Regions from separate parts of the Mus musculus genome. Here region 2 is linked to region 1. The links are chromatin contacts, called in public Micro-C maps. All regions are on one chromosome and are shown on one strand. Each heading gives the region's core, a stretch centred on a gene start, on an enhancer-like site or on the middle of the called end of the contact. The rest is flanking DNA. Distances are from core to core; before and after follow the strand shown.

What was found. Hi-C and Micro-C count contacts between places; a contact is called where the count stands out from the background.
Region 2: a Micro-C map of embryonic stem cells shows a contact between it and region 1, with 4 times the contacts expected there. The contact joins two enhancer-like sites. A contact is called at or near these places in 1 of 39 promoter capture datasets (liver), 3 of 484 Hi-C or Micro-C datasets (the HL-1 cell line and embryonic stem cells) and 3 of 115 datasets of contacts at active chromatin or transcription factors (all in embryonic stem cells).

The regions. Positions count from the first base shown.
Region 1 is chr3:68,304,890-68,309,880 of GRCm38.p6, forward strand. The region is part of intron 4 of Iqschfp (Iqcj and Schip1 fusion protein); the gene reads left to right. All of the region lies in intron 1 of Schip1 (schwannomin interacting protein 1), which reads left to right. It also overlaps the pseudogene Gm5848. Among named protein-coding and RNA genes, the nearest start is that of Gm22073, 240 kb to the right of the region's middle. Within about 2 kb of position 1,587, at least 7 of the 459 cell types and tissues checked have an H3K27ac peak or open chromatin away from gene starts, as enhancers often do. A contact at or near this core is called in embryonic stem cells, where this site is marked.
Region 2 is chr3:68,541,543-68,546,561 of GRCm38.p6, forward strand. All of the region lies in intron 5 of Iqschfp (Iqcj and Schip1 fusion protein), which reads left to right. All of the region lies in intron 2 of Schip1 (schwannomin interacting protein 1), which reads left to right. Among named protein-coding and RNA genes, the nearest start is that of Gm22073, 3.7 kb to the right of the region's middle. Within about 2 kb of position 1,834, at least 114 of the 459 cell types and tissues checked have an H3K27ac peak or open chromatin away from gene starts, as enhancers often do. A contact at or near this core is called in embryonic stem cells, where this site is marked.

The DNA of each region.
Region 1 (4,991 bases), core at 337-2,836:
ATGCATGAGATCACTCCCATGCTTGCTTGCTATGAGATAATGGCTTTAGTATGAACCTCTGCGGTCAAACTTTAGGGATGTTTGGCTTCAAGACGAATTGAACATTTTCCAAATGCCAACCGTTTTCTATCAATAAAAGGAGAAATTGTATTGTAAAAGTCTCCCTTTTCTCTTGTTTATTTCTATAAAAAAAATCTCACTAGGAAACAGAGTACAGATTATCTGTGTCTAATAATCATCACTTTTTCTGTCTCATAGTGTCAGGTCAAGACGGGCTTCAGGTTTTAAGTATAGTCCACACATGAGTACAGTTCTAATGCTGTCAACTAGTTCCTTTTGTCCCGTTGATTATAATCCCTTACCAATAGTAGCACGATGTCCTAGAAAGAATGTAAATATAACAGACATATGTTGCTAAATTAATAAGTCATTGCTAGGTCCAAGATAAAAACCAGAAACTATGATTTGTTCTTGTAGATCAGAAGGCTGAGTGAAGGATTAATATCATGTATATGTCCCCAAAGGCAACTATTGACCAAGGAGAGTGATTCCTGCTTCTAATAGGTCAGTTGCCTGCAGGAAGTAGCTTTTTAGCCCATTGTTTTACAGACTCAAACAAAATACAGTTCTCAAGCCCTGTGGCATCTTAACCTTTAACACATGGTCTTTGTTCTGCTTTGTGTTTGCATTTGATTCTGAGATCTGATATTCTACCCCTTGGTGTTTGAAATCACGCTCTGTTTCTCTGTGCTGAGACCATCACTATCTCCCCATGTCACTTCCCTAGTGACATTTTACATCATCCCGACATTGTTGAACTTGCTGTCCATGGAAATTCCCATCCCTCTAGCTCTCCCCTATTGCTCTTCAGTCACCCCCTTCAGTTTATTGTCCTCATTGTATCTCTTTCCTGCTGGGTAATGGTTCTTCCTGCTGATAAGCTGTGTTCAAGATACTGAGAGGCCAGCAGCACTTGTGGGCAGTTCATTGGGCTGGCAAGTGTCAAGTGCCCCTGAGCAGATGGAAATAGGACTCCAGTCACTTTGTCACAGAACTGCCTTTTGTGATGTGCAAGCCTTGTAACATCCCATCAGCTTGGTGGTTAATGGACCTGTAGGTTTCCAGTCTTTCCTATATTAAACTGAAGTTAGATATCTTGGCAAATACATTTCTGTTCCAGCCTTGGTGCTGGTGCCATCTTTTGGGAGCAAAGCCAGCCTCAGTGTTTAATCACTTTATCTTTGAGGATCAACAGCTCTCTGTTCTGAGCATCGGGAGGAGGGCTCAGTGATAAACACTAATAGTTAATGTGTTGGCATTCCCACTAAAGCGCATTCTAGTACATTGTTCTGTTAGTGTCTAATAACAGCCCTCGTGATTACTTTCTTTTTAAGTCAAAAACATCTGCATATATTACAGTGAGTGAATGACTCTAAATCACTATACTTAGTCAGTCCAGAAACTAATCAGGACATTACCTCTTCTTAGAAAGCTAATGCAAGATCTGCCTGTTTCTTCCCTGCTGGGTTCCCTCCAGGAGATCAGCAGCTAAAAAAACAAAGCTTCCTGTGAGTTGTCTGCAGGAGCACCAGTGGTCAGGAACCAGCTCCGGTGACTGATCGACCCCAACACAATCTAGGCTGAGATGCTTAGCCATCTCAGTAACCATCATGAATATACAGACACTCCACTTGTGACCTGCAGGTGTGTGTCTTGAAAAATTGTATGCAGATCAAATTACCCTGCCAAGAATTGTATTGTAAAACCCACCAGGGAAATATGTTACTTAGAGGTGTCCTGCTGTTCATCTTTGTGCAGAGGATTCTTTCACCACAGCAATAATCCATGTTTTGTTTGTAAACTTAAGTCTCTAGGTGAGAATCTGCGTGAAGTGAAGGACACATCCATTTTAATGGAGTAAGGTAGATGGTGGTCTGAGATACACCTTCTGAACTACTCAGGGGGGCTCAGCAAGCATTCGGTGAAACAAAGGGACAAATTAGTCCCTTTGGAAAAATGAAGCTCTGCCATTATTCTTAATATGCATTGATGTGCGCATGGAAGGTCCCTCTCCCTCTCCCGCTGTGGTTTTGCCTTTCCTGGTAATTGTTTCCTTAGAGTAAACTTAAAGATTCTGTTTGTGACTAGGGCCAGAGTTCTTTTTAACAAACCACAGGAGCATCAAATACCCTTGACCTGAGCAGGTAAGGGCAAGCAACTGTTTCCCTGCTTCTCCTGAGCTAGAGTTTCCAGTTGCCTGGCAGCCTCTTCATCTCAGGCTCTGTGATCTCTGACTTACACCCTTGAAATCAACTCCAAATCCTCTTAGTCCAGGGTTCCCCCCCTTTTTTTCTTTGAAAATAGAAATTTTTCATATAATAAATTCTGATCACGGTTTCCCCTCCCCCTGATCCTCCCAGATCCTCCCAACCTCCTCACCCACCCAACTCCACACCCTTTCTTTCTCTCCTTAGAAACAACCAGGTACATTTTTAATTCACAGACAAATATCCACCCTGCCTTTGGGCTTCTTCACACCATCATCATCATTGCTAGAGAAACTCGGATACATATATATTTATTGCTTAAAGAGATTTAGATCTAAATAATAACCAGGTCATTGCAAGGGTGAAAGCCACTTGCAAAGTCTCTCTGGGGAGGGAGCATGGGTGTGGCCACAAACAGCTCCAGGGACTATTCTACATCCATCACAGGCAAATATCCTTAAGGAGCCAACCTAAGAACACCTGAGCTATTGTTGACAGGGAAGGAAAGCACCCCCTATTGTCTACCAGCAAGTCACAATAATGATGAAACATAGAATATAATTGTCTTGGCAACCAGACTTCCTCAGAGCCATGATCTGGTTTCTGTGACAAAAACTGGTCAAGAAAGAGACTCCTTTCTGTCTGAGAAACTGTCGAGACATTCAGACATTTTGATAGTCAGGTCACAGTGCTCCCAGGCCCTGCCTATACAGAGTTTTTTTTTAAAGGTCCTGACATACAGAAATTTCACAAGTCTACTCTCAGTCTCTTCCTCTTCCAAATGCAGTCATAGAAAAGATTTGAAAAGTATATCAGGATAGACAAAATTAGTAAACTCAGTATAACAGTTGGACCATCTTTAGTCCCTACTCCCACACTCTGTCTTCTCCTATAACCTTCACCCAGGATTTGATCTTTCTGCTAAACCAGGGTCTAGAACAGTTCTCTGTGTTCAAAATCTCAAATTCTACCTTCCAGATCGACAGGCTGTGTCGAAAAAGACAAGCAAACTTCACCTCCCCCTGGAAAGGGTGAGGGTTGTAATCCGGTTGGACACCTTTTGACATGTTCATCTTAAGGGAAATATGATAATGCAATTATCTGAGGGAAGAAGGAAAGAAGTCTTCGTCAGCTTGTCCCACTGCCTGATGATGCCAACCCTAACAGGGAGTTGGGGTTGACAAGATTATCAACTGTAAAGATCTTCTGACTTGAACTTTCTGCTCAAATTCTTCTCACTATAAACCTCCACATGATTAACATTGAGTCACTAATTAAGTCACAGTTTTCAGTATGAAGCCTTGGACAATGTCATACCTGGAGAGTGGAGTGTCATGCTTTTTTTTTTTTAATTTTCTCCACAAATAGTTAATATGTTACCTATACAATTGAAAATATATACATACACACAACTAGACACATATTTATATCCAACGTAATATGCTAAATATCCTTTTCTCTATGTTTATATGTAAATATGTCTATCATTATACTTGAATTATTTTATTGATTTGTGATGCTCCCCATTCGACACTGCCCATCTTTATCTCTAAATTTTACTTTAGTGGTTAATGTTCATCAGATTTTTTTTTTAACAAAAAGCACAGGGTTTTATTTCTCACCCTTTGGGCAGGGTTCTTCAGGCCTTTGCAGGGCAGGGAGCAGGCTCTACTTGCCAGTGATGAGCGGGTTCCGCAGCACCACGATGACCGAGTCCCCACGCAGGAATATCTTGGAGATGTAGCAGTCCTTGTTGACAGGCTTGGACTTCTTCTTGCCCTTGCTGCTCTTGGGGACCTCAGTCCACATCTCCTTCACATTTTCCAGCACCATGTTGCAGTGCCTGTCAAAGGCCTTCACCCGGCCCAGCAGCTTCTTCTTGTTGCGACAGTTAATGAGCACTTGCGTGTTGTTCTTGACCGACTGCGAGAGCACTGAGAGGGGACCTGTGTTGAATTCCTCCTCCTCCCGCTTCTGCAGCTCCTCTGGGGTCATCTCACTCTTAGGTTTATTGAGGAGACTCATGGTGTAGGTTTCGCTCGCAGATCACTCCCGCCCAGATTTCTGACATCTGCCCACATACTTTATTCCATCCCTAATATGTAACATTTATCCCTGTCCCCGTCAAGCCTCGGCAGCCTTCTCTGACAAACCACATGCTTTCCTGACGTCACCTTTCACTACTCCTTCAGTGATGCAGCCTGATCTGCCTCATCCCCCCAGATTTCTCTGTCAGACTTCCACGTTCCGCGCCTACTGATACCTGACCGAACACCAGAGAATTGACCCAGCCGCCTCACTGCCATGCAGGTGTGTGAGCTGTGAGCACACAGACAGATGAGTCTTCACAATGGAAAATCCACATCAGCAGCCCAGAAACTCACTGTGCTTTATGTCTGTTCAGTGCTTCCCACCTCCACCCATGGGAAGGGTCTTGAATTTTAGCACCATACATTATTTTTGACTCTGTGAACTCTTCTTTCACTCGATATTATGACTTTAACATTAACCTAGCAAATGATTATTCCTATCAATGTGAGTGCCCAGTCCCAGGATTTGGAACCAGCTCACACATTGCTATACCCTCATACACAGCATGCAGAGTACACAGCACACTTTTCTCTTATGTGTGTACCTCATAAGGGGATTGCTGGATCATGACTCCATGCATGCTCAGCTTTAAGAGGTGGTTTCTCCTACTTTTTCCAAGTATGCTATGTTGTT
Region 2 (5,019 bases), core at 584-3,083, 240 kb after region 1:
TTTGTGCACTATGTTCAGGCATGGTGCAGAAGGCGGTCAGAAAAGATGTGAGGGAGAGCTGAAAGCCACTGTATGGGCACTGGGAGCCGTACCCTGTCCTCTGGAAGAGCAGCCAGTGCTCTTGGCCACCACACCTACCCTCGATCCTTCTTAGAAATGGTTTTTTATCTGCAGTTGATCCACAGATGCCATCTTCAGTGCTGTGGAGAGCTGGCTGTGTTAGCGATCGATCCCTTTGGTCCCTTACTGATTCTCTGCTGAGTTCCAAAGCAAACCGTCTTTGCACATGAAGGAAATGCCTAGGCCTTTGAGCTCTGAGGGCCTGACACTGCTTCGGGCTGATAAGCAATGGGCATCAGAAGACAACTGGAGTGCAGGCCTGTCCTCCACCCTCTCGGCTTTCCAGGCACAGTGGCAGGAGCTCCCTGCTCTTGTAAAACAAGAGGATATAATTTTGATCAACACTTTAAAAAAAAACCACGTCTACTGACGAGCACATGGGAAGGAAGATGAACCAGCAATGATACGTTCTGCACAGCAACTGTAAAGGAGAGAAGCCTTGAGTATATATAACGTCCTCCTCCCCAGTCAGGAGCTGGGTCCATGGCCTTTAAGTCATCCTGCAGAGTTTTGGTGTCCCCCCAGTACAGGTTGGTCTGGCATGAAACTTGCAGCTTTTGAACATACAACTCAGTTGCTTTCCCACTTGAAACGCTTTGTCCCCTCAGTGTGTTATGTAAGTTGCCACTAAATGCAAATATGAAAAAAATCCATATTCAACCTGGCTTCACAGAGAAGAGATTTGGCTTTTAAACAGCTAGGACGTTCTTTAGAAAACGCTTCTGGGTATATGGCTGAAGCTCAAGGGAAGAAAGCCGTTCCACAAAGCTCTGGGTTCTATTTCCAGCATGGGATGCACACACACACACACACACACACACACACACACACACCCCTGCACACACTCATACCTGCACACACACATGATTTAGAATGTGTTTTCTTCTTTTACTTAATAGAATTTTTCTCAGAACTGTATCATTTTTATTAAAGCCCCTGCTGTGTTTCTTGCAGTCAGCTTCATTTTATAGCTATCCCACATTGCCACACCTGGTTGTTGCCAGAGTATGGATCATATGACTCCAGAGTAAGTTTCTTATCTAATTGGAAGAAAAGATGGGTAGGGGGACTTCCAGGAACTCTGTCAGAAGAATCAGTTGTCCTTAGCAAATTTCCTTGCCTCTCCCCATTCAATCTTCTAGTTTATTTCAATTATTTAAGTTTGTATGTGTGTATACAAATGTGTGAATGCAGGTGCCTGTCCTGCGGGGTCCAGAAGCTGTTAGATTTCCCCTCCCCCAATCTTTATGGGTGCTTGTGAGTACTGAGAACTGAATAGTCCTCCTTACAAGACCAGTGCTGGTTTTTAGTTGCCTGCTGAGCCACCTCTTCAGTCCCCGCCCCTACCCTCATTCCCACCTCCATCCCATTTTATCTCTTGGCTCTCACTGCCCAAATAAGGTCATATTTCTTTGAACTGGCAGCCTGGGCTATGCTGTGGGAGGTATTATGTAAATTAGCTTGGGCTGCAGCACAAACTCCAGCATCAGATCATCGTCTCAGAGCACCCAGGCTTTGCAGGAGGACGTCAGGCACCCAAATGAAAGTTAAAGTTACTGCTAAGAGGAGGGCCTGTATATGGAAGGGGCTACAATAGTAATTAGACTCGGGCTGCTGTGGGCATCTCTCCAGCAACGCCCTGAGCACCGGGCCCCGCCCTAGGTGCCAGGGCTCCTGGTTTCACTCACAACTTTTGGGAATCTGCTGACCCCTAGTGTCTTCAATAAAGCATTGACTGTAAAATCTAAAGACTCACTTCCCACCTCCTCCCTCACAGAAGCAGCCCCAGAGCTATGCTATTCACAGAAGAGGGTGGTTGTGAGCCAAATAAACCATGAGTTTAATGAGAAGCCTTCTGATCCACTTTAAGACACAGCACCCGGGGGGATGGTGAGATGGTTCAGCAGGTAAGACCACCGACTGCTCTTCCGAAGGTCCTGAGTTCAAATCCCAGCAACCACATGATGGCTCACAACCATCCGTAAGGAGATCTGACACCCTCTTCTTGAGTGTCTGAATACAGCTACAGCGTACTTACATATAATAAATGAATTAATTTTTTTTAAAAAATAACACAGCACACAGACTCCCATGTGGTGGCTTCCTACCTGTGAATCTAACACATAACAGGTTAAGGCGGGGTTTCTGTGACTTTGAGGCCAGCCTGAACTACTGGTGAGTTTTAGGGCCAGCCTGGGGTATAAAGTGAGATTTCCCCATCTCAAAAACAAAAGGCTAAGCAAACATGCTGGGGCTTTCCTGACCATTACTCTAAGAACTTTATGCAAACCTGGTCCAGATCTGGTCATCTCTGTTAATCATGTCCAAGTGGGTCTCTTCCCAGGACGCAGGATATCCTTTTGGAGGTAGGGCGTAGGTATGTGATGAAGACCTACACTCTTAGTGGATAGTGCCTGGGTAGATGAAGACCACCACTATTATTCCAGCATTGAAGAGGCAGATGCAGGAGGAGCTCAAGTAGGAAGCCCGGCTGGGCTGCATATAGCAAGTTCCCCACCAGCCTGACTGTAGGGAAACGGTTTAAAATAAAATAAGTAATTAAATAAATAAAGGTAGATTGATAGATAGGCAGGCAAACACATAAATAAGACACTGTGATAAAGTGAGCAGTCAATTGTGTTTGTAAACTGTATGGTATACAAAGTATTCCAGTATCCCAGAAGATACACCTGAGTGGCTGTTTGGTGCTGTGGGCTAGCTACAGTGTGCCCACACTGGTGCTGTGGGCTCACTGTGTGGGTTTTTATTACACTGTATCAGCTTGTGCTGCCACTGGGAGCCAGACCTGAGCCGCTGGTGAAGATGTGTTACCTCCAGCCTTCCTCTGGCCTGTGTGCTTGGAGGCACAAGACTTCCCCTGCTTTCCCGGATTTGAGTTGTAGGGGGCAGGGGGAAGACAGAGACAAGAAGATGACACCCAAGGGGGAAAAAAAATAGAGAATCTGTCTTTGATTTGTTTTGCTTGTAGCCAATTTCTAAGGCACGTGTGAAATGAGGCAGCTCTCCAGCTAGGAGGAATTCTGCACAAAGCAGGGGTTAGAAATGAACAGCTATGATCTTTGGAGGGCACTGAAGGACAGATAGAATCTCTCAATCTGGGAACTGAGGAATGTTCTGGAAAACAGGCAGGTGTTTGCCAGCTGGTTGGTTTTAGCAAGCAGAGCCACTGTTGCTGCTAACCAAGTGTCACACCGCTCGCTGCCCAGCGGCCAATGCATCCACTGCTGGGATGGCCTCGTCCAGCCCTTGCTGCCTCTTCCCACAGTGGAGGAGAGCGCCCACAGATGAGCTGCAGCCTCAGTGGCTAAGTGAGGCCCTGGGAGGAAGCTAAGCTATGGCTGTGTGCAGTGACTGGAACAGCCGAGCAGACGTCAGCATGTCTTGTGCCTGTCACTAGATTAGACACACCAAGTGAGTTTGCCACTATGAAGCCTTTGATGTAGATGGTAGACATTAGGTATTTGTTCTGCCTTTCCATGGACAACCTTGGAGTTCATCTTTGTGACACATAGATTTCTTGCAGACATGGGAACTGGGACTGTATTCAGTCAATGCTAAGTGGGAGCTGTAAAAAGCCAAGACACTTGCAGAGCATTTAAAAGTTGTGGACTCTGTGTGTGTGTGTGTGTGTGTGTGTGTGCAGGGAGGGAGGGATGGAGGGAAAGAGGGAGGAGAGAGAGAGCGCACTGCACAGGCTTTGGGGTTCAGCTTTCTTTCTACTAGTGGATCTTGGGGATGGAACTCAGGTCATCACTCTTGGCAGCAAGCCCCTTTACCTGCTGAGCTGTCTTACCAGCCCTGACTATATCTCATTATAGGCTCATATTTGTATTCATCTCCCCCTGCCCCGATGCCATTTCTCCCTGTCCCCTCCCTCTGCCTTCTATGGATGATCTGAGTTTGCATCTGCATTTGTCCTGTGTCCCAGTACGTGGAGAGGTTAGCATGCTTTTCTAAGTGCTGTCTATGGTTCTGTGGAAGAACCAACCACCAGGAAGATTACAACAATATGAGGGGTTTTTAAAAAGGATTTTTAGAATGTTGTTCTTTGTATGCTTCTGTCTTTATCGTTTTCCTGGTTTGTTGTTGTCGGTTTTTTTGGGGTTTTGTTTGTTTGCTTGTTTGCCTGGGGGGTTGGCTTTTTGTTTTGTTTTGTTTTTTGTAGATTGGGTTTTTTTTCCTCCCCCTCCTCCAAATTAGTGTGTGTTTGTATCTATGTTGAGTGGATGATCTCTAATTAGGAGTTCCCTGGAGAAGCGTAATCAGCCTGGGAAATGTGGGGAACAGTGGCAGGAAAGCTGTTTGATTTTGGCAAGAAAAGCAGTGAGTCCTCACCCTTCCTGGCTGTGTGTGGCAGCTGTGCCTCTCTGTCCCGAGGAATGTGGGCCAAGCCCCAGGGCCAGTCTTGACACCTTGTCTGTGAAGGCCTCCCCTCACCCGGGAGGCAACCGTCGGCCTCCCTTTGTAAAGATGAAGAAACTGAGGCTGAGCTACACTGACCTTTGCCCAAGGCATAGCTACTTCAGGACACTACCAAGTTTCAAAACGCAGCCATTTCTAACTTGAGCATCCTGTTTTTCCATTGTACCAACTGTCCCAGCCTTCAGGTTTTTGTCTTGGAGCTAAAATTATGAAGAACAGTGAACATTTGTTCAATGAACAGACAGCTTCTTTAGAACCCTTCTGTTTCCGCAGAGGATTTGTTTAGTTTTCGTTTTAATTAGCAGCCGTGAACAATAAGCACGCCCTGGGTCGTCGCTTCATGACCAGACACCACTATCCAGTGTGAACAGTGCTGGCCGGGTTTGTGTTTAGACTGACATCAAGTATCCCCAGAGCTCGTGTCTCTAGCTGCATATGTAGCAGAAGATGGCCTAG